7 separate regions of the Mus musculus genome follow, and regions 1, 2, 4, 5, 6 and 7 are each linked to region 3. Evidence: chromatin contacts called from public HiChIP or PLAC-seq and promoter capture Hi-C data. All regions are on one chromosome and are shown on one strand. Each heading gives the region's core, a stretch centred on a gene start, on an enhancer-like site or on the middle of the called end of the contact. The rest is flanking DNA. Distances are from core to core; before and after follow the strand shown.

Region 1 (3,009 bases), core at 493-2,992, 1.6 Mb before region 3:
CTAAGCAATTTATCTGGATCTACCTCTCAGGAAAATAGTTCACACTGCCACCGTTAGTGCAAATTTCCACTTTCAGCATCAACAAACTCAAACTGCACTTCTGAAATACTGGAAAGTATTTTAGTTCAATGAGGCAAATTAATAAACTGACAAAACCTGCTACAGTCACTTAGAATGGTTGTTTGACCACACAGCTTGTCTTCCTGCTCAGAAAAGTCACTTTTGTCTTGCCCTTGGTCTCTATAACTTTGGGGAAAGGGGTTGTGATCACCAGGAGGGTTGGGAGGCCAAGTGTAGACTTTGGGAACTTTTTTTGGCTACAGTTTGTGGATCTTTTCTAATGGCTGATGTAATGTTAATGTAACCGGGGCTGGGTCGCTGGGTGCCCTGCAAGGTGCTGCGACATCTATGAATATCAGACACATCTCCACCGACCCTTGGGAGGTTGGAGAGTAGAAAAAAGAAGTTGGGGCCTGAGGCACAAGCGTCCCAACCCAGGCGACAACCACTTAGGCTCGCTTAGAAAACAGAGGCAGGGAGCTAGAGAACAAAACCCCAACTGTGTTCTGCTCTCGCTCACGAGTCACAAACCTAACTTTCTCTAACTTCGCGGTGAATGACACAATTCTGAACTCGTTCGGGAGGCACTCTGTGCAGATAGACACATTACTTCCCTGCCACACACACACCCTCTTTTCCACAGATGCCCTCGCCCCATTCCACTATATCCGACATTAATCACCCAGTTTACCCAGTGGGGTGGTGGTGGGGGTGAGTGACAGTTTAATGAGTCCCAAGCACCGCAATGGCCCGAAGACATCCACTCCACGGATCGACCCGTCCACCGCTACCGCGGACCCTCGGAGGTTCTGTGAGGTTAGGGGGTTTGTTTTTCAGAGGTGGGGGCAGGGTGCCCCGGGTGTGTGTGTGAGGTTCAGGGGTGGGAGAGGAGATGCAAATCTTCCCGCAGTTCGCGGTGCATAAAGCACTTCAGGGAAAGAGGAAGGGTGAAACCACGGGGAAGAAGGTGCAGGGCAGAGAGCCGGTGCAGCAGGAAAGCACCTTCCACAACGGCCGAGAAAACAGACCCCGGTCGCGGCAACAACAAAAGAAAAGTCGCAAGAAGCGGCGCGGCGACCGCTCCCCCGTCGCCGCCGCCGCGCGCCAGCCCCCGGGGCCTCCCGGCAACCGCAACCCGGGCGCCGCGCCCTCCCCCTCCCCCGGCCCTGCAGCTGCACCGGCCCCGGAGCCGCGGCCGTCCCGGGCGCTGCAGCTGCGGCGGCCCGGCCCCCTCCCCCGCCCGCCCGCCCGCCCTCCGCACCGGGAGGCGCCGCCGCAGCTGCACCGAGTCCGCCCCGCGCCGCAGCTGCACCGGCCGGGGAGCGCGGCCAGGCGAGGCGAGGCGAGCCCGCACCGCCTGCCCTCCGCCACACTAACTAACTCCGCCCGGCGGGAGCCCACGGTCGGCAGCGGGGCAGGGCGGGCGCGGGGACTCACACGGAGCGGCCCGAGTCGCCGCGTCCCCGCCGCGTCCTCCTCCTCCTCCTCCTCTGCCGCCGCCGCCGCCGCTGGACTTGTGGGCGTCCTCCGCCGGCCCCCGCCCGCCCGCCGGCCCCGGCCCGGGCCCCGCGCGCCCCCGCCGCCCCCCGCCCGCGCTGGCAGCCTGAGGCGCGCGGCCGAGCCACAGGGCCCCACTCTTTCAACGGCTCCCCATGGCAGCAGCCCAGCGGCGGCCGCAGCCTGCCAGACGCACGGGCGGGAGCGGGCGGGCGGGCGGGCGAGCGCGGCGCCGGGCCGGGGGGCGGGGCGGGCGGGGCGCGGGCGGGGGGCGGACGACGCACACGCACGCACGCGGCGGCGCGGCCCAGATGTGGCCCCGCCCGACCGGGCCGCCCCTTGCCGGCCGCTCAGCGATTGAGCGAAAGCGGCGGGCCCCGGTCTCTGGCCCGCCCCCGGCCTCGGTGGCGCCCAGTAGAAGCGCGGTGTTCCGGGAGGGCGGAGAAGCGGCGGGACTGACGGGGCAGCTCGACCAATAGGAGTGGCGGTCAGGAGCTGCCGCTTGCGCGCGCCAATCGCAGACGGCGACTGTTGGGTGGGCGTGGTCTTCTCGGGGAGGGGCGGAGCTCGCGGACCGCGGCGGCGGCGGCGGCGGCAGTAGCGGCGGCAGTGGCTCCCCTCTGGGTGACTTGGCCGTGAGAAAGTGAAAGGAGCCCGCAGGCGGCGGCGACAGCTGCGCGGGGAGGGGCCTGCTTCCCGGCTGGAGACAAGCGCGCTCTGGGGGTGTGGAGCGAGCGAGTCCGCGTGCACCGCGACGGCCATAAGTATACTTTTTCTCGGGGCAGGTGTCCCGGGGAGGCCGAGCGCGCGGGGCCGCAGCTGGCCAGGGCCAGCCTGGGGCCGCTGGGTCTGGCCCTCCTGCGGTGCTCGCCCAGGCCCCGTTCTCCTCAGGGACGCGCCGCCTCCGGCCTGCCGAGTCGGTCGCCAGGTGCATGCGAGCTACAAGCTCCTAGCGGCTGTGAGAGGCGCCTTTCCCCGGCGTCCTCTGTTCAAGTTGCAGCTGCGTTTCTTTTCACGATCCCCGCGTCCCGTCTGTACTCTCCGTGACAAGCAAAGACACTGCCCCGAGACCAGTCTTAGACCTTTCCAGTGAGATTGATACTTGTAGACGCTTTAGTCTGTTCCTTAATTGGTGCGTAAGGAGCCACGGCTTTGTAAGGAAGGGAGAGACCTTATTTTGTGTTGCACCTCTCTCCCTTCAGATAAACTTCTTCCTTACCTGTTCTTTGTGCCTAACCAGCAAAGAGGAAATGTAGAAAATTTCTGCCCTCAAGATAATGGAAGGCAAGAATAACACACAAGTAAAAAGTTGAGTAACAAGCAGGGGAGAGAATGATTCAAGACAATAAGAAAAGTGCATAGCGAGGAAGTCAACACACTAGTAATTGTCTAAATGAAATGTGTTTACTGTTTGCTATGTGAACGCTGACTGGCAAGCCTGGTTGCTAACCA
Region 2 (3,217 bases), core at 406-2,905, 1.9 Mb before region 3:
TTTATAGATGCTCGGTGATCAGGACACTGGGAGACAGCACACAGGATATGATTCTATGCCATATGGATTTGTTTGTAATGGTGAGTATTAAATCCTAGGTCTTACATGTGCTAGCAAGCAATGAGCTACATTCTTTATTATTAGTCTTTTTTCAAAGCAATTATTTCCTTTACCAAAATTTAATGTCACAGTTTGGGTTGCAGTGAGAACATTAGATCAGGGCTGGAGAGGCAGCTCAGTAGTTAGGAGCACGTGCTGCTCTTCCAGAGCATCTGGATTCCCTCTTTAGCACCTGTTGTCTCAGTGGTTCTCAACTTTCCTAATGCTGTGACCCTTTAATACAGTTCCTCAGGTTGTGGTTGCCCCATCCCCCAACTATACAATTACTTCACTGCTATTTTATAACTGTAATTTTGCTATTGTTGTGAATCATAATGTAAATACCTAACAGATATGACATCTGATATGCAGTCCCTGTGAAAGGGTTGATTGACTCCCTAAGGGGGTCTCAACTCATAGGTTGAGAACAGCTGTATTTTCAGATGTCTCACGACCACCTGTTGCTCTGACTCCCAGGGATCTGAGGCCCTCTGCTGGCCTTCAGACAGACAGACAGACACACAACATGGTATGTGACCTCTCACACACAAATAATATAAATAAGTAAATAAATACATAGATAAACCCACATTAGATAGACAATAGGCACACTCTGTAATCAGTTACAATTAAAACACTGAGAAGCACCTAGGCTTACTCAATCTGCAAACTGTCCAAAGTACCATTTTAACGCCCATGAGAGGAACTGATAAGCTATTTAAGAGTTCGAAGGTCTGGGGGGCGAATAACTCAGTGGTACAGTATTCGCATCAAATTACAAGGTTCTGAATTTGATCTCCAACACTTCAACAGAGAAAAAATGGGAGAAGAGAAATTGTTTTGTAGAACGAACGTATTTTACAAAATATTGTAAACTTTAAGGTTGTGGGGATCAAATAACCCAGGTACATTCGGATATGACATAGGCAATTGACTCATCTTTGTGCCCCAGATACTGTAAAAATGGGAAGAGTTAGGATGCTATCTCTAGATTTCATTTTTACTGCTTTTAGTTTGCACTTTTAGTCCCTTTTCAGTTCTAAATTTATTCGGCTCCACTCCAGCCTCCACATATTTTTAAATCCCAGTTTACATTTTGTAAGGGTATTTCATTCTTTAAGATACCCAAGTGTTTAGACACAGAAAACCAAATTGGCTTTTAGAGACCGAAACCAGCCAACCCTGACACTGTGGTGCCATGCCTTGGCCATCTCACAGAGCATTGCATGCTGGGAATTGTAGTTCCACACTCTTTCACCCCCTTCCCTACCGCGAGTTTGAAAGGCCAGAGGCTGGTGGGCGGGCACAGAGGGCGGAACTCTCCGTTAGCCCCGCCCCCTGGCCTCCGCTCTCGCGCGGTTCTCCCCGGAGCAGCGCGCCAAGCCGGGGATGGGGTGTGGCCTCCGCCCTGGGGTGGCGGCAGTTGAGGCCGTGGCGCCTGCGGGCCGCGCAGAGGCTTCGGCCTGCGCCAAGTGTGGTCCCGCCCTGAGCGGGCGGGCGGCGGAGCGCGGGGCGGGGCCTGGAGAGAGGGTGGCGGCCCTCGGGGCGGGGGCGGGGCCGGCCTCTGGCTCCTTCTTCCTCCGCATGTGGCTGGTGGCGGCGCAGCAGTTGGGTTCACGTTCCGTTCTCCTGCCCCGTCTCCTTAAGGCTCTTCTGCCCTGCCGGGAGCCATGTCGATCTCCGAGAGCAGCCCGGCGGCCACCTCCCTGCCCAACGGCGACTGTGGCCGCCCCAGGGCGCGGTCCGGAGGGAACCGGGTGACTGTGGTGCTGGGAGCGCAGTGGGGCGACGAGGGCAAAGGGAAGGTGGTGGATCTACTGGCGCAGGACGCCGACATCGTGTGCCGCTGCCAGGTGAGGGAAGCCGGGCCCTTTCTGGGACGGCCGGCGCGGTGAGGTGTCACCTTGAGGTGCGTCCCTCGGGCTGGGAGCTGCGGGGAACCCCTGCCCTGGAGTCTCCGGTGACGCTCCGGGTGACTCTGGAGGAACCTGGAAGATGCGCGATGTTGGAGCTGCATTTCGGGGTCTGGGGACTGGGCTGGCGGTGCGCCGCGGGCAGAGTTGAGGGAGCTTCCGCCCGAGGCCTGCTCGGGACTCTGGCTAGACCCGGCCAGGCCCACCCGCCGGCGCGGACTAGGAAGGGTCCTTTTCCCCAATTTCCCTGAAATCGAGATTCAGCACTGCATTACCTACAGGCTTAGGCACGCAGAACCTCGCCTCCATCGGTCCACTTTGTTGATAGCAGAATCCGCTACGGGGCGATGAGACTGTTTGGGGCCCTCCGGTGCTTTTGTTTGTTTTTTGTTTTTAACTCGTATTTCATAGACTACTATTAAGGGGAGATCTGTTTTTATTACTCACCGGTCCTTAAGGAATCCCCAGTAAGTTGAAAAGTGAGTGTGAGGCAACTAAATACGGAGATTTCAAGTCGGATAATTTAGAAATGTTTACAATGCTTCGGTAATATAAAAAGTTGACTTTCAGGAAATCCAGTGTTTCCTACCCGGAGACACGTGGGTTTTAGTGTTAGTTTTTTTTTTTTTTTTTTTTTTTTTTCTTATTAGTCATTTGCTTTGAAGCAGCCTAGAGGGTAGGCCTTTGAAAAAGGCTCTCAGAAAACTATCATCCCCGTTTCAGAATTCAAAATAAATGAGCAGTTCCCACATTCAAAACAAGGTGCAGTGTTGGAAGTTAATGGTGGCGTATTTAGATTGTAAGAATTTTTTTCTCCCTGAAGGTACATGGTTTTGTGTGGGGGTGCCTTGTGGTCTAGGCTAATCGTGGAAAGCTTTTTTACCTAAAATTGAAACGTATGAAGAAACCGGCCTGTAAAAGGCCAGGTGCTTTGACTTGGGTCATCTTTTTACTGTGTGTGGAGCCCTATTGCTCCAACTGCCGCTTTACCACCATTCTTCAATTCACAGGGTTCTTTCACAGGTTCTTTCTCTTCCAGCAGCTTGTCTGGCAACATGCATATTTAATGGTGCTCTCACAGGTGTTGGCCTGGAATCTGACTCGCCTAGGAGGTGATCCAAAGCCCAGCCTTCACCTTTCACTTTTAAAATCAGATCTGGTAGCTGGGCTGAAGATTTAGCAAAGCGCCTAAACTCTTGCGGGGC
Region 3 (3,178 bases), core at 259-2,758:
TTCTAGGTCCTTACATGGAAGTCCTGGAGATGGCAGCCCCTTCAAAGCAACTAACACCCCCCCCCACCCCACCCCCGCCTTCCTACTCCAACTCCAGCAGCTGCTTGCCACTTCCCAATACAGTATTACCATCTAAGATCAGGTATTTGTATTAGGGAGTGTGTGCATGTAATGAGTGTGTGGGTACATCCATGCAGAGCCCAGAGCAAGGCATTGGGTGTCTTCCTCTATTGCTACCTGTCTATCACCTTGAGGCAGGGTGTTACGGAACCAACTAGGCCCAATGAGGTCTTGGGATCTGCCACCTCTGCCTCCCAATCTCTGCAGTTACCAGCAGGCTCAGGCACAGGGGGTTTTAATGGGGAGGGGGCTGGGGGGAGGATTCTAACTTAGGTCCTCATGGTTGCAAGAGCAAAGGCTATTACCCTCTGCAACTATTCTTTCTGTGTATGATGCATGCGTGATGGAGTTTGAATCGGAGGATGTGAAAGGCAGTCCACCTTGTTTGTTTGAGCTGCGTCCACCAGGCTAGTTAGGTCTTAGGCTGAGCTCTCTGGGATTTTCCACTCTTACCTTCCCCTCTCTCAGCAGTGAGGTCACAGGGACAGGCACCTGATTCAACAGACCTAAGATCATGTTCTTAAAGACTATGGGATAAGCCAGAGGTGCCCTGTTGACACCACAGGAAAGTGGCCATGCCCTTAGCTAGCAGCCCTGACACTTGAGAGATTCATTTACCTTTAAGGTCATGCCCATTAACTATGAATCCCTAAAGGGGGGCATGAACCCGTAATTTTAAACATCAGCCAATTTGGGTGCAGGTGGGTCTGTGTAAAACGAGTCCACTACGTTTAAAAGACAACGTCTCTAAAACATGATTTCGTGCATGCTGGGGGGGGGGGGGGTTGGGGTGGGGGAGGGACATAATTACATTTCGTGAAATTTCCTTAAGTTTCTTTCTTCTAGGCCAACTAAATCTCGAATAAATATTTCCTCTTTAGTATAGAAGTGACTGAGTGCCATGTGGCGCATCAACACCAGAAGGTCGCCGGTGGTACCCGAGGTAACAGCAGCAGCGGCTTCACCTTAGTCCCGTCTCCCGAACGAACAGGCATAGCACACAAGTCCATTCCAGGCGCCGTGGCTCCTCAAACCTGCACAGGAGAGAGCATATACAAAGGGAATTCATCGCTAGGTACGAGTGTTGGTAAGGACACACGTCAGCCCGCCTCTGCGGAAAGCGGGAGACCCGGAGGCCGAGGCAGTCGCCTGCAGGCGCTCCACGCTCCCGCTCACTTCCCGGAGATCCGGGTTTCGCGCCGAGGGGCAGAAGGCACGTGGATCAGAGTCATGGGGACCCCACTTTCCTCCACACGGCCCGCTGCTCCAGTGACCGCCCGGCCGCCCGCATAGGGGCTCGCTCGCTCACCTGGGGTTCAGAACGGCGGCGAGCGGCTGCTGCAAGCGCAGCCATGGACCTTTCGATTTGCGCGGGATCGGGAAGCCCCGCCCAGCGGACATGACGTCCCTGGGCGTCCTGAGCCGCAGCCTCCACCTCCCGCTTTCTATGACCCGACTTTCCTCTTAGCCGAGTCCTGAGCCCTTCCTTGCAAGGTAGGAAGTCCGCCGCCAATGGCCAATGCCATCTCGAACTCGGCGACGCTAGAAGCGAAAAGTCGGCTTGTTTGTGAGAGAAGTGGGGTGGTGGTAAGGGAGGGGGCAAGAGAAACTCTAGGCCCGGAAGTTGCGCTCTCGCCGGTGCTGCTGGGAGTTGTAGTTCTCCCTTGACCAAGCCACTGGATCCAGGTACATGCGTGCTAAAGAACTCCCAACTTGGAGTCAAACATATTTTGTTATTTTAAACCCGGAAAAGGAGCCCAGTTCATAGTTGCTTAATTCCAGGCCAACACCACAGTCTTTCGTCTCCGAAACATCCTCACCTCTATGCAAATTGAAGTTTTGTACAAAGCTTTCATGTTGCTATAGTTTGATTATAGTCTGCGCTTACCCACTTTATTCATTATATGGCTTTATCCCTGATACGAGTTGGGAAAATGTTATCCTTATAACTAAGAAACAAAATGGCCCAATGGTTCAAGTTATTAAACCCTGTATATTGTTGGTTGTATTGGGTCACATTTCCTAGTGTTATCAAGGAAAGAAAACCCCTCTAGTTTCTCTTCTTAATGGACTTTTAAAAACTTACTAATTTTAGAAGTCACACAGCCGGACTGTACATAATTTAGTCTCTTACTGTCTTTGCCCCAGCAGACTCCTCTGACTGAAGCTATCTAAGTGTGAAATTGAAAGACTCCGAGAGGAGCCCCTCGCTCAGGCCTCAGGACAATAGCGGACACCCAAGAACTCATGAGAGACCAAGCTTGATGCAAACCACATGAGGCTTTATTCGGGGAAAGCTAGAGCTCTGGGGACGACTCACATCCCACGCAGGAGTAGAGGAGTCGACCCTGAGGGGAAAGGGGTCTCAGTTTTTATAGGCCCTGGGGGGAAGGAGAAGGGGGGAGTAGGGGATTTCCAGATCTAAACAATGTCTATTCTCAAGAAATGGGTATGGGAGGGGTACAAGGAAAGAGTCTGGTGCAGGTGTAGCAACTCCGGATTGGCTGGGCTGTGGTTGCTGGGGAGATTTTCTGACTCTCCCAGCAACCAATATCACAAACACCTGGCAGTGAGGTGCAGCAGTGGGCACACACATGGGTTCAAGGAATGGTCAAAACATTGGCAGACACACAGGTTCAAGGAGTGGCCAGAGCATTGTGCACCTCTATTTTTTCTAAATCAGTGAAGCTAGTTCTGCTAACAGTGACATCAATCTTGCCAATTTCAGGGCTTCTGTGACCTTTTACATTCTGTCAGGATCTTTTAAAATAAGAATCTTCCCTGCCCATGTCTGTAAAAAAAAAAGCTTTTCTCTCTCTTGCCCTCCATGTAAAGATACCATGTGTGATCCTCTCTGCTCTCTGGGTTCACCTTTAATATCCTAACAATTCAGTGACAAATTAGTTATTCTCCAGGAAAGGAACTCAAAAGATGCACGATGGTATTATCTGTTGTGTTACCTTTCTTTAAACTTACAGAACCCCAAACATCCATTAATATATAAGTACTAATTAACACAGAGTACCTGGTGCACTGGTAAGGCGGACTACTACCCCAG
Region 4 (2,862 bases), core at 81-2,580, 1.4 Mb after region 3:
GCGGAGGTAATGGATTCTCGCATGCCCTCCTCCGGCTCTTTCTCCAGCCTCTGTGAGGCTTCTTCCACCTCTGGGACCCATTCCTCCCCTGGAGAGCCGCGGGGGGCATCCTCAAAAGCATCCTCCTCGCACTCCTCATCTGTGTCCCCAGTTCCAGCCACGGGAACTCCGGCGGCTCCCTCCCCTGGCCCAGCCTCCGGAAAGGTGAAGGCTGGTGATGAGAGAGAGTCTGTGACTGCGGAGGGGGCGGTCGCATAACCTGGTGTCTCGGAGGTCAAGTGGCTTCCGGAGGACGGAGGATGCTCAGGCACCAGAGACTTGGTGGTCTCAGGCAAGTCAGGTCTCACCGGTAGTGCCTGTACTGTGTCCTTTTCAGCCTCGCTTCTAGGTCCCAGCAAGAACTGGTCCAGGCCCAGAAAGGCCCCAGGCTGAGGGGAGATGGCAGTGGGGGGCGCTGCAGGCTCCTCGGAGTCCTGGAGCAGCAGCTTCTGCTGCTGCTGCTGTTGCAGACGAATTGCCTGCTGGATGTCTGAGAGCAAATCCTCCTGCTCCGTAGCGGAGTGGAAGCTGTAGATGTCCGTGTCTGAACCAGAACTGGTCCTTTGTCCATCTTGCGCTCCAGCCGCAGTTTCCAAATCCTCCGCGGTCGCCTGGATCCCTACCCCAGCCTCAGCAGGCCTAGAAGCACCGGGATGGATCACCTCGAAAGGGTCAGCACACTCGGTATCCGATAGGCCTGTCTCCTCAGCGGAGAGGCTGAGGTCCGGGGTCTTGGTGACTATAGAGTGAGCGCTGTCCAGCTCCCCAATCGGCAGGGCCTGTGAGTCCAGCACATCCTCTCGCGAGTCGCAGGCACCTTTCCCCTTGGTCAGGTTCTTTCTGATCCGCAGGTTGGAAAACACCGAGGCTCTAGAATCGGACTTGCTCTTCTTCTTGCTGGTCTCCCCGCTGCCCCCTCCCCCCTTGCCGTGCTTGCCAAGCGCCTTTTTGCTCCCGCTCGCCTTCTTTGTGATTTCCGCATCCCTGGGCCCCGCGGCATCCTCGGCTCCGCCGCCTTCGTGGGAGGCATCACCTGCGCTTCTCTTCAGCTTCCCATCCTGGTTCCCCATGTTTCAACCCCACTGCTGCGCCGCCGCGCCTTGGGGTCCTCAGGCCATCTCGGCCCTGGAGAGGGCCAGGGGAGTGTCCGGGACAATTCAGGCAGCTGGGCCGGCCGTTGGGAGCGGAGGCCGAGGAGCGCCCAGCTGGCCCCGCTCACATCTGCTGCCGCTTTGCATAATGCGCGGTGGCTCTCCCGGCTGCCGTCCCTGCGGCTGTGGCTGCGGCCCTGGCTGGCGGGCGCGAACATGCTCAGTTCAGCGCGCACTCCCCACCAATGGCTGCACAGGACTCAGCCTTGGCCTGGCTCCCCGCCCACCGCCGCCGCCCCTTCAGTGCCCCCTTTGGCTCCTCCTGCAACCAAGTAGGAAAACCCGTCTATCTCTAGTACTTCATAATTGGGGGTGGGGACAGCAGGAGCTGTCTTTATGTATCCCAGACTAGATCGAATTTAGAATCTTTCTGACAGGTTATCTCTGGGACCTTCATCTCCACCTTGAAAATAAAACATGTTGCCCTCTTTTCAAGAACTGGAATGTTGGAACAGTTTGATGAAACTTCAAAGCTCGCAGACCTGCAAAGAGAAAAACACAGGAGAAAAATCGAAGCCTAATTCCAGGTCAGAAGTACCATAACATCAGGAACACACACACACACACACACAGAGAGAGAGAGAGAGAGAGAGAGAGAGAGAGAGAGAGAGAGAGAGAGAGAGAGAGAGAGAGAGAGAGAGAGAACTTCTGTATGGCTCCAGTTCAAATACTTGTTGAATGGGTGGACTGTCCTGTCTGTCCTGTCCCTTAAATACTTGACCATGGCTTTGCACACTCTTAAGGTTTGTGAACATGCTACTTAGGGAAAGGTTCCTTCCCCAGACTCTCTGCCTGATACACAAGCCTCTTCAAGAACAGGACGTTAACTGCCATTTCCAAAGTGGTTTTGTGAGACCTTTCTGGACAGAGAAAAGAGAGGTAGGGGATGCTGAAAATACTGAGATTAAAGCTGATTAACATGCTAATCTCCAAAATTCTATGTGTTTACCATATAAATTAGACAACATTTGTATTTAAAAGGGGTGCATGAATTATAACTCCCAGGAGGTCAAACTCATCAATATTAAACATGTCACAATGTGATGCTGTATAAAAGGAAAAAGAAAAAAAAATGCCCTTGGTACAAACACAGGAAATTAGACATTGTGCTATAAAGGATGACCAGTTTCTCAAGCAAACCCATCCAAGCACACTTTGTCCAGGGCCAGGGCTTCCTAAGTTTTAGACCTAGATAACAATCACTTTTTCTTACTGTGAATTGTCCTCTTTATTTTAATGACATTAAACTATAGTTTTTGTTAAATGTCTTAAAGCTTCATTAGTATTTTAAAAGGCTGCAAACAATAAAAGCAAAAAAAAATCATAAAAGTAGCATTTGTAAAACAATGTTACTCTTTGTTGGAAATCCAGACAGCAATTACCATCCTTTCTCAAACTATGATCTTTAAAACAAGTGTTCACTGGAGCAGGTGGACTGATGTCCTTAGGTGGCCTTTTTGAGTAAACAGTTTGAAGAACTCAGCTTTAATAACTGTGCCAGCGTAATATCTCAGTCTCCAAGGGATCCCGAGAGCCTGAAAAGCCTTTATTTCACCTCTTTCACAAGACTACTGGCTCCTCTCTTCTAGAATGCAGGCTGCCCCAGGGCACACTTTGCCTGTAGGCCACTAGAATTCTCGGCCTCCTTGAATGCTGCATACTGAGATACTTG
Region 5 (2,822 bases), core at 39-2,538, 1.8 Mb before region 3:
CAAGAAGGCTTGGAAATCTATAGCATGAATACAGTGTGTTTTTCATTTGGAATCTTATAGATGTATTACACATATTGCTCCTTAGCCCTGTAGAGTGTGCCAGCGGTCATATTCTTCCACCTTTAAGGGGGTTCTGGGGACTGAACTTAGTCAGGCTTGTGCCACAAGCACCTTCACCTGCTGAGTCATCTATCCATCTTTGAAAACTTTCTTAAGAAAGTGTTAGTCATTAGGAAGGAAGCAGAACTAATGGTAAACTTTCCATGACTCAGTGACTCAGGGAAAACTGCTCAGCGTACTCCATTTTTGGAAGGAGAGAGAAACAAATTATGTAATATTACAACAATGAATACTTAAATCCTGTTCTCTAGCGGCTGCTGGCAGAAGTGACTGGGGACTCAGAGGAAGGCCAAAGCCATCCTCATAGAGGTTTCTATTTTCCCTATTCATTTGCTCCTTGGAGTATTGTGAATCCCAGGGCCATTAGGGGAAAACCTGTGCAGACCAGCAGGGCAGGCTCTGACAATCCCAAGACAATCTCTCTCTCTCTCTCTCTCTCTCTCTCTCTCTCTCTCTCTCTCTCTCTCTCTCTCTCTCTCTCCTCTCTCTCGTCCCTGTGTCAAATGCATCCCTTTGTCTCCGAGTCATCTTTCCTTACAGAGCTACTGACTCTCAAGTCTGTTGTAGACTGTTGTAGCCACAGATTCGATGGCTGGATGAGAGACAGGGATGCCTCCTGCTCGTCCTGGAAATTTCATTACTGACTTGTCTGGCTCCCAAGGGAGGGCTTTCAAGCAAGCTTGGGCTGGTCCAGAGTTTCTGAATTTGAGGCTGGTTGCCTCTAGGTGGCAGCAATGTCCCATTTTCTGCCGCCACTGCTGCTCGGATTCGTTTCTCTCCCACCCTGTTAATTTGAGAAACTAGTGCTCAAGGGACTCTTCCAAGAGATCTTTCTTCTGTGCCCAGGCAGACTCGAGGCTTCTTGTGGTTTGCTGCCCGAGTGGAGACCCACATTTTTCGGAGTCAGCAAAGGGTGGGAAGACAGGCTAGTTGGAAAGAGAAGAGATGGAGCGACTTAGGGAAGAACGGAAGCAAGTGAGGTGGTGGCGAGGAAGGAGCCCCTGCAGGCATCAGTCGCTGACATGGCCTTTGTAGAGGGGCCACTGCGGGTGGGAGCTGCAACGCCTCGCAGAAGCTCCTGGGCTCCCCTTGGTTCATTGCCCAGGGTATAAAACCACAGAGGGAAGCAAGGAGAACTTTACTCTCAATCATGACCTGACGCCAGGCTGCCACACAGGGGCTACTGTGGCTCATTGCAGTTCTTAGATGGCTTCAGGGACAGAGCATAGAACTCTGTGTGACCCTGTGAAAGCCCCCTTCTCACAGGATCCCTTGGAACTTGGAGAGGATTTAGTAAAGTCTTATCCTCCATGCAAGATGTCAGACTAAGGGGGGAACAGGGTCGGTTGGGCTGTCGTCTGCCCCTGCATGCTGAAGATGTGGTAGCCATCTTCCTTAGCATTTTGGGAAGTTTCACTATCAAACGAACTCAAGACCTTAGTAAAACTGGGCTTGCCTAACACTTGTCACTTTAAGATTAGGAAATAGCTTTCTTATTACTTGCAACAATTACTTATTCACCCTGCCCCTTTTTCCTATTTCTAAGAGTAATGTCTCAATGTGTAGGCTAAGATGAGCAGCCGGTCCCCTGTCTCCATCCCTAAGCTGGGGTATTCAGTCCTGTCTCATGTCACACCCCTGTATACTGTATATCATATGCCCTCATGATTCCGATGCTGCCCACATAAGGATGTCCCCTCCAAAGCTCATGTCTAAATTTGGGTCCCTGTGTGACAGGCCTGAGGTGGTGATGTCATCAGTGGTTAGGGAACAGGAGGCATGTATATGTCTATGTTGTTGCTTGCAGCAGCCATGGTGTTCTTTTTCACACAGAGCCTCACTGTAGAGCCTTGACTGACTTGAAGCTTTCTGTGTATACCAGGCGGGCCTTGAATTTACAGTCATCTCCTGCTTCTGCCTCCTGAGGGCTGGGATTTGAGGAGTGAGCCACCACGTCCTGCCGCCAGGCCTCCGGAGTTCTTTTCAGAGCTCTGCACACAGGTGAGGCAGTACTATTGATTTCGCTGTAAAAAAGATTTCATGCAGAGCAGATATGTCTCCGAGCTGGGGTTTATAAGAGGAGGAAAGTATATGGCCCACTGGAATGTGAGTGTCTCAAGAGGGCGCTCGGGGGTGGGGGGGATAAAAGCTGGAGTGTAAATAGATAGATAGATAGATAGATAGATAGATAGATAGATAGATAGATAGATAAATGGAGCTCAGTTTTACTTTACAACGGCCATATCCAGAGTTTTGGTGGGTAGTGAGTTCCTGGAGGACATGAACAAGATTACAGCTGACAGGGTGACACCCTGAGTCCCAGGCTTGCATGGAAAATGAAGATGCTCTCACTGTTAGCAAAAGTTACTGGTTTGTGAGATTCTCAGGAAACCTCTGGGAAAGGAGAAACGTCATACTAAGGTCATAGGTTCTCAGCCTTAAGCATGGTTTATTGCTACCTTAACATCCTTATTTGAGTAACTGTATAGAAAACAGCTTTATTGTCTATATCTATATAAAAGAAGTAGCAGGAGCTGTAGAGGTGGCTCAGCAGTTAAGGTTTCCTGCTGCTCTTAGAGTTTGGTTCCTAGCACCTCTGTTGTGTGAGTCTCGACGACCTCCTGAGCACTAGGGTTACAGGTGGACTCTGGGACCCAAACTCCAGTGTTTTGTCCTCCAGTCCCCATGCTAAAAGTCTCCAT
Region 6 (3,164 bases), core at 58-2,557, 1.7 Mb after region 3:
ACTATAAATAGCTATTTTTAGATTCTATAGAGAGAAGAAATTTGGACTGCTGAAGCAATGCCACAGAATGTCAGATATACATACATACATTATATATATATATATATATATATCCCAGTACAGGGGAACGCCAGGGCCAAGAATTGGGAATGAGTGGGTAGGGGAGCAGGGCGGGAGGAGTGTATAGGGGACTTTTGGGATAGCATTTGAAATGTAAATGAAGAAAATATCTAATAAAAAATTGAAAAAAAAACTTGGTGCCACAACATTCACAAAAAAAAAAAAAAAAAAACGGGGGGGGGGGGAAATGGTAATTTATACCCTTCAAAGGCTAAACAACATTGATAAGTGCTGGTTATCCTGTAAGTTTAAGGAACAGTCAGATGGTTTGTAATTGCTTTAGTGAATCACACACATAAACCTGAGTACTTTTCCTTTTTAAAAGTCTAGATCATGTATTATGTACTCTTCTAATTTGATTTACTAAAAAAAAAAAAGCTGCTTAAAAGAAAATCTAAATGTAACCTGTCTTCTCACTTGTCACAAAGTATAAATCATTAATGTTTTAATAATTGGATTTTGGAATATAAAATATTTATTATTAATCAACACAAAATCATGCTTTAATTTAAAGAAATCCAGTTTTTGTGTAACAATATTTAGAAAAAAATTCCATAGAGACATTTCTATAGTGCATTGCTCTCCTTACATCTTCTATCCAAAATATGCAATACCGTTTATATTTTGATGTTACTTTATTTTCTAAATATAGTTTTTTTATAGACAGTAATTCCTGAGATGACTCTAAAATTAAGTCATTCCACAAGAGCACAATTTTTAGTGGGATTATTTGGTTTCAAATTACCTAGTAGTTTTCTGAATATCTGACTTGAGCAAGTAATTATTAAAATTATTATTATTAATTATTATTATTATATAGTTGTAAAGTTCTACATTATTTTTAGAAGTGAAACCTTCATAAAAGAATTAAAATCAAAACTCTTTGCTACGTTAAAATCAAATAAGTGTAATTTTTAACGACCCTGTGAGGATGGAATGGAAGGCTCAGAGGAGACAAGCTTTCCTAACTTCATCAGGAATGAGAATTCGTCTGTACTCACAGTTTCCTTTGGAGTTTCCATCTCTGCTCAGCTCAGTCTAAGGCTTTGCAAGATGAAATGTAGCTAAGAGAGAAAAATAGTTCTTTGAATGTCCAGTCCACTTCAAATAGGAATGTCAGAAATGTGAATGTGGCAAAGGCCCAGAGGAAAAAAAGAGTTTTAGAGTCCCGCCAAGCGTAGACAATCTGCATTATCTCCAGGGGACATATTCAGTTGAGGCAGCTGCTGACTTCCACACACAAGGTGACTCAGCAGTTTGGGGGGCTGTGGCTCTCTGGACCTCAGTAGGTATTTTACAAAGGAAAGGAAACAAAGTTTTCAGATGCAAAAGTTTGGAGGAAAACCAGTGACATTTGAAAGGCAAGTGCCTGTATTGGGCTGTGTTTTACTCAGTCACAGAGCTTATAAGGTAAGAGAATTTAAAAATCAGGAAGAAATTCCAGGTTTCCCTTTCTTCTGATTTCACACTGGAGAACTGAGGGAATCAGAGGAGACATGTTTCTCTCTTTCACCCTTCCTTCCTTCCTTCCTTCCTTCCTTCCTTCCTTTCTTTCTTTCTTTCTTTCTTTCTTTCTTTCTTTCTTTCTTTCTTTCTTTCTTTCTTTCTTTCTTTCTTTCTTTCTTTCTTTCTTTCTTTCTTTCTTTCTTTCTTTCTTTCTTTCTTTCTTTCTTTCTTTCTTTCTTTCTTAAAATTATTTAACCTTTTTTTTTTTTCACTCCAGATTTTATCCCCCTCCAGGTCCACCTTCTGACTGTTCCACATCCCATATCTCTTTGCCAACCCATCCACTGGTCATCCCATTTGCTTCTGTTGCTCCTGCCTTTGTGCCTGTGTCTCAGAAATCAATGGCAAGACCTATGTCATGAAGCTTTACCCCAGGTTTCCTCCTAACAGTTTTACATTACACTTAAGTCTTTTGTATGATGAAGACACAATTTTGTTCCACAACATCCAGTCCTGCCAATTAAGCCACTGTGGTGTGTGTGTGTGTGTGTGTGATTATAAGGAATTAAGGGTTTTGTAATTATTATGAGATGGCATCAGAAAGTAGAGCCCAGAACCATAAATTTTGATGGCCTAAGAGAAGACTGGTTAAAAGGAGGAGGGAAATCATGAAATGAATGGTTTTTACAGGAGGAGTCTTCTGTGCGTGGGTGGGGTGATTTGGAGGGCTGTCCCTCTGGGCCTTGTTTATCAGCTCTGGGCAGAGCTGTACGCATAAGGCAAATCAGCCCTGAGCAGCTGCTTCAGCCTGGCTCACAGCTCAGGACAAAGTGAGGCATTTGATGTCCTGCTCTTGGGCTCAGGGAATCCAAGAGCTTCAGAAACAAAAATGTACAGTTTCCATACTGTAAGCATATTTTGGAGTCAATAAAGACAGATACAATAACTTTAATGCAAAATTAGTATTTCCCAAAGAATAGAATCTATCATCAATCTAGTCTCTAACGATTTTGCCTTTGTTTTGCTGGAGCTACTTCATATTTAAATTCTTTGCTTTTTGACTACTACATGGGTCAAGATAGTAGAACACATTGTTCAGAAAATGAAAAAGGTATTTTGTTGGGGGGTGGGGTGCATAGGGTTTCCATATAGAACTCAAGCTGGTCTAGAACTCTTGTCTGTCCTACTTTAGCTTTTTAACTGCTGGAATTATAGGCAGGCATTACTACATAAACAAAGTCCTTCTGTAGTTAATATCTGCTTTCACCATTACCAGCTGACGGTCTCTGAAGTTGCTTACTCCTTAACTCTAGTTGAATATTTATACCTTCTTTCTGTTTTTCCTTTCCTGTTTATACATATGCTTTCATTGCAGTAATAAAACGTATAAGTCATATTTCCTCTCAACAGTATGTTATACATTTGTGATTAGAAGACAACTTAGAACAGTGGAGGGAATGTTGCAGTGGATTGGAAGCTCAAATTCTTTCGAGCAAATGCTCAAATCTACCACTTAAGGATAAGGGGGCTGTTGGAAATTGACTTAAATTTTCTTAAGCATGCTAGGGAGTAGCTATGACTAATTTGCCTACTTGAAC
Region 7 (3,147 bases), core at 376-2,875, 1.4 Mb before region 3:
TTAACAAAGGACTTACTTTATCTAGTTTCTTTTAGTTCAACACTCTATCGAACAATCATAATTTTGGGAAAGAGACCCAGATTACAGTATCCTTCTTTATTCTGCAGCAACACATCCCCATAATTATGATTTTGAGTAGTCCTGTCCCTGTCTTTATGTATTGTGCATGACATATGTGCAGAGCCCATGAGAGGGTGGTCTTCTGTGGAGCCTTTGTCAGGTTGTATAGAGGATGTCTATTTTTGGTCACTGATTGATGAACGGGTAGAATTTGCACATAATTTGTATTGGAAGAGGAATTGTAATCTAGTTAAGTACTATCTGGGAATTCAACCTTGAATTTAATTCTATACATATTTATGAAGGTCCGACTTCATAGAATAGTACAATTAGTCTATGTACCTATTTTTTTTTTCTGTTTACTTAAAGTTTATGTTGTGTGTCACTTAAGACTGGTTATCTGGCCCATATTTTTGCAAATGTGGAAGCACTTTCACAAAGTTCTGTGGCAACATTTCCCCTCTTAGATTGGTAGGGACAATAATAGTGCAGTTCATTAAGCTTATTGCTCTATGTAAGGATGCCTTGAAGAAACCTTTTACTAAGTTATCATGTAAAGACCTAGGGGATAAACTTCTGGTTAATATCTTAGGAAACACTGTTTTCTTCTCAGCAGCTCTCGTCTTTTTTGTATTACAGACATTAATACTGAAACCTATCATGGTTTTGAATTAGCAGTTTTCCTAAAACATTTCATTCCAAATTTTTGACTTTCACAAGTAGAGTTTTGAAATGAAGAGTGCCAATTTAGGAGTGAGGTACTCCAAATTCAGATTTTGGCTCTACAGCTTACTACCTTGAAATCTAGCAATTAGTTATTCTCTTTGAGCCCCAGGCTCACAGTTCTGTGAAATGAAGGCCGAGTGTCCTAACAGAGTTGTAAAGATTATCAGAGAATGACAGATGAACAATTTTGGCATGTCTTTTCTACTTTTATATTTCCTTTGTTCTACTTTTTGTATCTACCCAAGGAAATAATGTTGTATACTTAATGTAATTTACCTAAAATATTTTTAGAACAAGGCAGATTATATGAATGTTAGTTTCTTGCAACATTGTATTTTACATAAAATAAAGCAATTAAAACTATAATGATTTTTGAAATTAAAGGGATGTGGGCCACTCAACTTTCATTCTTTCTCCCCTTCATCCCAAATACACAGTACAAAATGTGCTTTCTGTATATTTGTAGATCTGACAGTTATTTTGTTAGGACATTTAATTTCAGTCTCTTAAGTTAAATATTTCACTATCATTTAACATCTGCCACAAGACCAGAGCAGTGTATTCATAGAACCATTTATTAATCCCCCCATGTTTGAGAAGCTAGACTTTATGTGCGGTCAGGCCAATTGAAGACATTTACAAAGACTTAGTTGTTTGTTATTGCTATGTGAGTTCAAGAATGGAAAAAAAAAAAAGAAATTCTTTCTTCAATACTTCCTTCCAGGCTGAGTCATCACTAGAGAGTGGGAAGGGCGGCAGCAGCAGCAGCAGCAGCAGCAGCAGCAGCAGCAGCAGCAGCAGCAGCAGCAGCAGCGAATCCAAACCCTAAAACTGACCTGCAAAGCACCATTTCTCCAAGTTGGGGGGCTCAGAGGGGAGCCATCATGAGCGATGTTACCATTGTGAAAGAAGGTTGGGTTCAGAAGAGGGGTAAGTTAAGTGCTGAGCTGTGAGTGGGTGCTGAGAGTTGGTCTTTCCTCTGGCGCTGTTGAATCAAGTGGGAAGTGCTGTCTGATAGGGCTGAAAGAAACTTTACCATGTATGTTAGGAGTCTGCTTATTTAGGGATTTCCTTCTAATTCTTTTTTTTTTGTAGTTTATAATTATGACGTTAGATTTTTGCATGCATGCATGTTAGTAATGTATTTTTCTATAATGTCTTCAGATTCAACAGACTTTACAGAATTTAACATAGAAATGAACTCTTGTGTCTATAAATGATATATTGATATTTAGATAAAAATATGGCTCTGTGTAAATTTGTATGGTAGCATAAAGAATTAATATAGTAAGGCGAGGGCTTACATTTAAACTGTTAGACTAAACAGACCCATAAATTAGGTAAATTAAAGCTCTTATATAAAAATTCAAATGTGGACAGTGATTTTTTTTGTTTAATTTTATATTTTTTGTTTACATGATCTACTTTTACTGTATATTTCCTGTCCACTCTTTTTTGATAAAGGCATTATTTTTATTATTAAATAACTGCTATAAAATTTAGTTTATAATGTGAGTGATCACCTCCTTACTTAATCTATATGTTTATTAGAGATCTGGACTTTAGGCTAGTTGCTCAGCAATTATACCTGTCTACGTACATGGCCAGATTCAGTAGACTGAGGAATCCTTTTGGCCCTATTTGAGAGTTGAAAGTTACCTCTAACCACTGACTTTCATTTCTTTGAAAATCTTTGGTTAATGCTTAGGCTAAAGAGCTGTTGTCAGTTTTTAAATGGAATTTTAAAATAGGCCTTATCAAGTTATAATTTACATACAATAAATATTCCAAAAAACCCTTTTAATGGGTTGTGCCTTTTTATGGTGTACATTTGTGGTGATGTAACAAACACTACAGGCCTAAAATAGAACATTTCTATCACTCTAAAAAGTTCTTTCCATGTTGCTTTTAGTTCACTGCTTCTCTTTCAACTTTGGCAATCACCTGATGTGTTGTCTCTTACTATAATTATGATTTTCAAAGATTTCAGTTCAGTGGACTCATAAAACCCATGGTCTTTTGTGTCTAGTTTCTTTCCTACTCACACTTCACTGCTTTATCCATGTCGTTTATGTGAAAAGAAGAACTACTTCAGGAAATACTATTCTTCATTTATTTGTTTATTTTTAACTAATTTTCTTTTTGAAACAGAATCTCACTTTATACCCAAGTTGCAGTTAGACTTACTATGTAGCTCAGGTAGTTATTCAACTTGATGATTCTCCTGTCTAGGTCTCTTGAGAACTGGGGTTATAGGCATGTTTTACCACTCCTGGCTTTGTCTTTTTAATACTTGGTAGAAATTTGGTTTGTCTCTGGATATTGTGAATAAAGTTTTTATGAACATTGAGTACATGATGT

The links. Promoter capture Hi-C pulls out the DNA fragments that hold promoters and counts their contacts. HiChIP or PLAC-seq counts read pairs in DNA pulled down with a chosen protein or histone mark. Capture Hi-C pulls out chosen DNA fragments and counts their contacts.
Region 1: a contact with region 3 is called in a promoter capture Hi-C map of liver, with 2.2 times the contacts expected there. The contact joins the promoter of Zbtb18 here to the promoter of Exo1 in region 3. A contact is called at or near these places in 2 of 39 promoter capture datasets (the 3T3-L1 cell line and the HPC-7 cell line), 2 of 484 Hi-C or Micro-C datasets (CD4 T cells and erythroblasts) and 1 of 9 other capture datasets (liver).
Region 2: a contact with region 3 is called in a promoter capture Hi-C map of pre-B cells, with 7 times the contacts expected there. The contact joins the promoter of Adss here to the promoter of Exo1 in region 3. A contact is called at or near these places in 9 of 39 promoter capture datasets (the 3T3-L1 cell line, the C10 cell line, the HPC-7 cell line and 6 more), 4 of 484 Hi-C or Micro-C datasets (CD4 T cells, CD8 T cells, muscle stem cells and 1 more), 3 of 115 datasets of contacts at active chromatin or transcription factors (astrocytes, embryonic stem cells and thymic regulatory T cells) and 2 of 9 other capture datasets (adipose tissue and liver).
Region 4: a contact with region 3 is called in a promoter capture Hi-C map of pre-B cells, with 2.2 times the contacts expected there. The contact joins the promoter of Fmn2 here to the promoter of Exo1 in region 3. A contact is called at or near these places in 8 of 39 promoter capture datasets (cranial neural crest, hippocampal neurons, liver and 4 more), 1 of 484 Hi-C or Micro-C datasets (embryonic stem cells) and 5 of 115 datasets of contacts at active chromatin or transcription factors (astrocytes, embryonic forebrain, embryonic stem cells and 1 more).
Region 5: a promoter capture Hi-C map of pre-B cells shows a contact between it and region 3, with 4 times the contacts expected there. The contact joins the enhancer-like site here to the promoter of Exo1 in region 3. A contact is called at or near these places in 6 of 39 promoter capture datasets (the 3T3-L1 cell line, the C10 cell line, the HPC-7 cell line and 3 more) and 2 of 115 datasets of contacts at active chromatin or transcription factors (astrocytes and large pre-B cells).
Region 6: a contact with region 3 is called in an H3K27ac HiChIP or PLAC-seq map of embryonic stem cells, with 6 times the contacts expected there. The contact joins the promoter of Spta1 here to the promoter of Exo1 in region 3. A contact is called at or near these places in 1 of 39 promoter capture datasets (hippocampal neurons) and 1 of 115 datasets of contacts at active chromatin or transcription factors (embryonic stem cells).
Region 7: a promoter capture Hi-C map of liver shows a contact between it and region 3, with 2.9 times the contacts expected there. The contact joins the promoter of Akt3 here to the promoter of Exo1 in region 3. A contact is called at or near these places in 7 of 39 promoter capture datasets (the 3T3-L1 cell line, 3T3-L1-derived adipocytes, the HPC-7 cell line and 3 more), 1 of 484 Hi-C or Micro-C datasets (pre-B cells) and 1 of 115 datasets of contacts at active chromatin or transcription factors (astrocytes).

Annotation. Positions count from the first base shown.
Region 1 is chr1:177,441,084-177,444,092 of GRCm38.p6, reverse strand. It overlaps Zbtb18 (zinc finger and BTB domain containing 18), which reads right to left and starts at 1,742. Exons shown (of 2, transcript NM_001355099.1): 1 at 1,498-1,742.
Region 2 is chr1:177,794,947-177,798,163 of GRCm38.p6, reverse strand. Adss (adenylosuccinate synthetase, non muscle) reads left to right here and starts at 1,655. Exons shown (of 13, transcript NM_007422.3): 1 at 1,655-1,952. The coding sequence starts at 1,770.
Region 3 is chr1:175,879,108-175,882,285 of GRCm38.p6, reverse strand. Exo1 (exonuclease 1) reads right to left here and starts at 1,508. Exons shown (of 15, transcript NM_012012.4): 1 at 1,430-1,508; 2 at 1,086-1,154. It overlaps Gm36360 (a long non-coding RNA gene), which reads left to right and starts at 1,531. Exons shown (of 3, transcript XR_373723.2): 1 at 1,531-1,614.
Region 4 is chr1:174,500,293-174,503,154 of GRCm38.p6, reverse strand. Fmn2 (formin 2) reads right to left here and starts at 1,330. Exons shown (of 18, transcript NM_019445.2): 1 at 1-1,330. The coding sequence starts at 1,109.
Region 5 is chr1:177,701,062-177,703,883 of GRCm38.p6, reverse strand. No RefSeq gene overlaps it. Among named protein-coding and RNA genes, the nearest start is that of 1700016C15Rik, 27 kb to the left of the region's middle. Within about 2 kb of position 1,288, at least 191 of the 459 cell types and tissues checked have an H3K27ac peak or open chromatin away from gene starts, as enhancers often do. A contact at or near this core is called in astrocytes, hippocampal neurons and pre-B cells, where this site is marked.
Region 6 is chr1:174,170,919-174,174,082 of GRCm38.p6, reverse strand. Spta1 (spectrin alpha, erythrocytic 1) reads right to left here and starts at 1,307. Exons shown (of 52, transcript NM_011465.4): 1 at 1,122-1,307. The coding sequence starts at 1,142. It overlaps Gm36196 (a long non-coding RNA gene), which reads left to right and starts at 1,302. Exons shown (of 3, transcript XR_373720.3): 1 at 1,302-1,530.
Region 7 is chr1:177,247,245-177,250,391 of GRCm38.p6, reverse strand. It overlaps Akt3 (thymoma viral proto-oncogene 3), which reads left to right and starts at 1,625. Exons shown (of 13, transcript NM_011785.4): 1 at 1,625-1,716. The coding sequence starts at 1,671.